2 separate regions of the Triticum aestivum genome follow, and region 1 is linked to region 2. A link is a contact called in public Hi-C data. All regions are on one chromosome and are shown on one strand. Each heading gives the region's core, a stretch centred on a gene start, on an enhancer-like site or on the middle of the called end of the contact. The rest is flanking DNA. Distances are from core to core; before and after follow the strand shown. Region 1 holds the start of LOC123167842. Region 2 holds the start of LOC123181179 (protein GRAVITROPIC IN THE LIGHT 1).

What was found. A called contact is a pair of places that touch in the nucleus more often than the background predicts.
Region 1: a contact with region 2 is called in a Hi-C map of leaf, with 4 times the contacts expected there. The contact joins the promoter of LOC123167842 here to the promoter of LOC123181179 in region 2. A contact is called at or near these places in 2 of 5 Hi-C or Micro-C datasets (both in leaf).

What each region holds. Positions count from the first base shown.
Region 1 is chr1D:236,413,431-236,416,130 of IWGSC CS RefSeq v2.1, reverse strand. LOC123167842 reads right to left here and starts at 1,304. Exons shown (of 1, transcript XM_044585704.1): 1 at 1-1,304. The coding sequence starts at 1,081. The coding sequence ends at 773.
Region 2 is chr1D:235,961,033-235,963,732 of IWGSC CS RefSeq v2.1, reverse strand. It overlaps LOC123181179 (protein GRAVITROPIC IN THE LIGHT 1), which reads left to right and starts at 1,435. Exons shown (of 1, transcript XM_044593429.1): 1 at 1,435-2,700. The coding sequence starts at 1,708.

The DNA.
Region 1 (2,700 bases), core at 55-2,554, 450 kb before region 2:
AAACTTCACTAGAACACGCTCGACGGGAAAGTACACCACATGCCTCACCCAACCTCCAAATATGGAGGCCCGCGTGCTCGATTTGAAGGCGCTCCCAAAATTACGGGATCGAGGTTGGAATGACCACTCTGCTAGGGTGTCATTTTGGACTAAAACCTGACGAGGTTATTACGGTGATCGAGCTGATGTATATAGTTGCTCTAAACAAACATAAAGTAATGGCGAGGAGCTGTTAGATTCAAAGATTAACCGAAACTGCTCTGTGGACGACAGTAGCCGGCCGAACTCCGCACGATGGAGTATTTTGCTCAACGCATGGACGGTTTGATGTGCTGCATCGTCTCGTCCAGAATCTGTCGTGTGTGTAGCAGACGATGTTTCACTTTTGCTCAACTGTCAGACAAACATTGGAAGAATTACTGTAAGGACAAGCATTGGCTGTTCTTCTTGCAGGCTTAAGATTCTGACACAAGATCAAAACAGAGCACGGATACACGATTAAAGATTTCAAGAACCGTGCTAGCTCAGCCGATGTTTCGCTGTTTTTCCTAAATCTCATTCTCAAATCCCAAGCTCTCCACGCATACATGTACATGACAAACTACAGATTTCCAGTTTAGTTACCACGGTGACACGCACACACACGCATGGAGCGTTCACTCTAAACCAGTAAACTAAACTCTACCGATCATCTCATCTCATCTTCTTTACAAGTCTCTCTGAACCCCAAGAACCCAAAACAGAAAGAGACAGTACCGTCTGAGCTCTTCTACTAAGCCTTGCCCGCCATTCCGGCTGCTGCCCTGTCGTTGCTCTTCCTGGTGACCCGGATGTATAGGAAGATGACGGCCATGACGGCCGCGGCGAACCCGGCGAGGATCACCTCGGCGCCGGCGATGGACCGGTCGTGCCTCCCGCCGGCAGGCCGCGCCACGCCGTCCGGCCCCTCCGCCGGCAAGGGCGTCGGCGCGTCCGCGGTAGCGCCCAGCAGCGGCCTGGCCATCGACGTCGCAACCACATCACCGAGAAGCACCAGAAGCAGCACCAGCCTCGGCCGGGACAAGAAGGCGCACCTCGCCATTGCAGCGACTAGCAACTCTCACTGACTCTGTGCTGTGTGGGCTCTCCGGAGTTGTGTGAGCTGGAGATGTGAGGAGCAGAGCAGAGCAGAAGAGGGTTAGTGGAGGAGTAGGTGCGGGTGAGTGAATATATAGGCCGTGAGCCGAGCTGGAGGCTGGGAGTGAGCTGGATGCTGACCCTGGTTGGCGCACATGAGATTGGAGAGAGGAGGGGGAGGAGGAGGAGGTTGGGATCGGGGGAGATTGTCTCCGGGGAGGGACGGGCGGTGCTGTGCTGTGGAAGGACGACGTGTCTGGCCTTAACTTCGAGTAGTTGGCTCTGTACTAGCTTAGGCAGGCTGCGTACGACATTGTTCCATTCGTTATGGTATCCTCAGCTCCAGTTTCATACAAGCTTCCTTCTTTTTTCCCACTCGCTTTCTACCTAGCTACTATACTACTTTTCGTGCATTTTGCTATTCCTTGCCTCCCTCTGAAACCCATGCGTTTGAGCGTGCAAATACATTTGGGGCCGTGCAGTGCCGCTGTTTCCAGTTGGGCCGGCAGTCAGCAACCGGCACTAACATTGACCCTTGCCGAAAGCGCGCGGCGGTATCTCCTTGTTTGGTGGAGCGAGGAGAGGACGGCTTGCCTGTCTCACGGCCACGCCCAGCTGGATGCCAACCGGCTAGCTAGTAGCTAGGCTACACGACTAGTACTCCTACTACTACCACGATTCCCAGTCAGAATACGCGTTTGGTGCCGGGGCGCGGGGCGCCTGCCCTACTACCTACAGTGTCTACGTACGTGCAAACATTTACACCGCTTTGCTCGGCTTCATTCACCTCCATCTTTTCTAGCTAGCTAGAGAGCGCGTACATACACGAGCGAGTGTGCGCTCTCATCTCCTGTTGCGCGTGGTTGTGCTTGGATTTCTAGAGTCATCGAGCCAAACCCGACTCGCGGGATTTAATTCAGTTTTTCTCTCTACAGGTTCCACTTTAACCCCAGCGCACGGAATAAAGTTGGACCCATCACTTGAGCATGGATCGCCGACCGACAAAGCATGCACTGTCTCGAATCAAGGGAAAGGGTCCGTACCAAGGATCTCGATCCGCATCTAGCACGATTGTGAAACCGAAAGAGCACACGTGTTATGGTCCTACGAGACACCTTTACTCGCACAAAGCTGTTTCACCCCGCTAATGCTTCTGTATTGCTAAGACCAAGTACTACAATAGTAGGTTTATAGCTCTACATGACAAGTTTACTTATGTGAAGAAGAAAGATGTGAAAAAATAACTCATGCAAGAGTCTAACTCAACGCATGCTCCTAAACAGATACAATAAATATGAAGAAAAAAGATAAATAGATAGCTAAGTGTTATTTTTGTTACCCTGCCTTTTGTAGCCTGCATGACTAAGCTACTTACCTTAGGTCCCAAGTCTTTGATCTGGTCCAAATCTAAAGCGAATGGAGAATCTCCCTAAAGAAACCACGCACGCGGTCAGGTCGGTCTTGGTCGACAGCAGGTTAACGCAAATGCGATCCACCGGCAACCTGCCATGTAGTATAGGCACAGGACGATGTGTTCGCCGGTCTAGGGAACATGACAAAGACAGGGGCGCAGCTCCAGCAAAA
Region 2 (2,700 bases), core at 186-2,685:
AACTTTCTTGCGGTAAAAGAAGAGCTACAACCGACATCCACAGCCCCCACACGAGCCCCTCGCGCAGGTGGGTCCTAGGCCACGCCCCGAGGCCTTGTGCCGCCTCCATGCACTACCTTACGATGATTCCTTCACCCAAAATCTAATATTTTCCATAAAGATTTCACAAAAATTTCATGGCTTTTCGGCTCCATGAATTTTTGACCTAAAAACCGAAAAAGTAATAGAAAACAGGAACTTGCCTTTGGCATTGGATTAATAGGTTAGTCCAAATAAAAATAATTTTTTTTGCCAAAGTATGTAAATGTGGTATGATAATAGCATGGAACAATAAAAAATTATAGATACATTTGAGACATGTTAATCCTTCTCTGTGGATTCCCATTTGATAGACGTAGCATTCATGAGATCAACAATGCAGTTAACAAATTTGGCAAATTTGTTATGTGGGACAAAGTTAGAAGTGCCAGAGCATTGTCATGGTCAAAGTCAAAGTAGAGGAACTCAGGGATATTCTTGCTAGTATTGTATTTGGGGAAGGTGGTGATTCTCAGACTAAATCTTAGACTGTTCTTGTAGTAATACAACAGGAAGAAATGTTAGGGGTTGAGGCACCCGATCAAGATCCAATCCCTGCCCATGCGAACCCTCATCCCATTCTCCATCAAGCTACTTCCACCAAAATCAGCATAATCATTTCTTGGGGCCCTTACAACATCATGAACATGAAGATCAACAAGTTGCTCAAAGCCCTGAACCTCATCTGGACCTACAACTTGCACTAGCACCTAATAGGAATGTTGACATGGAAGTTGTGAATGAGGAAGATGGAGTTGACCTTCATGGATGCGGTCACTAGGATATGCCTCAGAACAACCAACCAATTGATCAGGAATTGCATAATGGGAAAATTTTGGCTCTTAATGATCTGATGGCTTCGAGAAGATGCGGTACAAGTGGTTGAGGACAATTTGTAACAGGTAGATGTTGATAGCAATATCACCGATTCAACCGGGCCTCCTAATAATAATGCAGAAACGTCTGCCTTTGCTAATGGGTCATTAGCGCCAATAGCAGATGTTGGACTGAATAAGCTATTCCCCCCTATTGGGCCCATTCAGGCCCAAGAACAACTTCCAATAGCTATTGATGATCCGCAAGAATGCAATTCCACAACTAGAAGACTTTAAACATGTTTCTGGGCCCTATTTCGAGAAAATATGTTTAAGCACTGCCCAAAAAACATGTTAAAAGACAAATGTCACATGAAACAGTTTATTTTCTACAGAGCCCTAGGAAATGTCAAGAACATGGCAGTCAACGAGTTTTTACAGAAAATCATCAAGGTACCGGAGCAAACTATAACTATTCTTCTCGTGGTTTTTTGAAGACAAGTAGTACAAAATCACGAGCGTAGAAGCATCTTCTGTAACAAACACCCACCCTCCTTGAGCCGAGCCAAGAAATTCCAAGTCTTTCCTCTCGACGGAGACAAGCTTGCCGCTTTTCCTCTCCCAGATCCCCCACCTCCTCCCCACCTCCGCTCCATTCCACTCCACCGCCCCCATCACCGCCCCCTCTCCTCTTCTCACCGCGCTCCGCGTCCTCTGCCCCGCCCCGCAAATCCGCAATTCGCACTGGTGAACCCCCCGCCCTCGCCGGCGGCGGAGACGTCCGGGGGTCGGCGCGCCCGCGAATCGCGCAGCCATGCTCCAGAAGTTCGCGCTCGCGTTCAAGACCAAGACCATCGAGTTCTTCGCCGAGGAGGAGGAGGACGAGGATGCCGCGGCGGGGGAGGGCGGGGTGCTCGCTGGCCAGCGGGTGCTCGTACTGAAGCCCGACCCGCAGAACCCTAGTAGCCCCGTCGGCGGGGATGGGGGGACCGGGTCGGCGTCCGGAGAGGAGGCCGCCGTGGCCGCGGCACTCGCGACGACGTCGTCGTTCCAGGCGGCGTACCTGCACCTGCAGGCGGCGCACTCGCCGTTCCTGCCGGAGGCGGCCGCCGCCGCGGACGCCCTCGCGGTCTCGCACCTCCGGCGGCTGTCGGAGCTAAAGCGGCTCGCGTCGGACGCGGCGGAAGACGGCTCCCTCACGGCCCACCTCGAGGACCAGGTGCGGGAGAACCAGGCGCTGCTGCGGTCGTTCGACGCCGTGGTGAACCGCCTCCAGGCCGCGCTCGATGCCAAGGACGCCGCGGCGGCCTCTCTTCGCTGGGAGCTCGCGGCGCTGGCGGACGGCAACGCGCGCCTTGCCGGGCGCCTCGACCGTGCCCTCGCGCCACAGCCGGGTGCGGGCGGCGGCGACGCCTTGGGCGCCATGCTGTCCGCGAGCGTCTTCGATTCCGTCCTGCGCGACGCTCTCCGCGTCGCCCACCGCTTCACCCGTGCCCTCGCCGAGCTCCTCCGGTGCGCTGGATGGGACCTGGCCGACGCTGCGGCAGCTGCCTACCCCGGTATTGCCTACTCCAAGCATGGCCACTGCCGCTACGCTCTCCTCTCCCGTGTCTGCCTATCCATGTTCGACGGCTTTGACTCGTACCAGTTCGGTGGCACAAGCGATGCCGCAGCCCTGGAAGGAATCGAGCTTGCAGTTCGCAGGAATGAATCGTTGCAGCAATTCATCGAGCACTCTGATGCAGACCCCATGGAGCTCATGAGTTCAAGCCCAGACTGCGAATTCTCGCAATTCTGTGATCGGAAG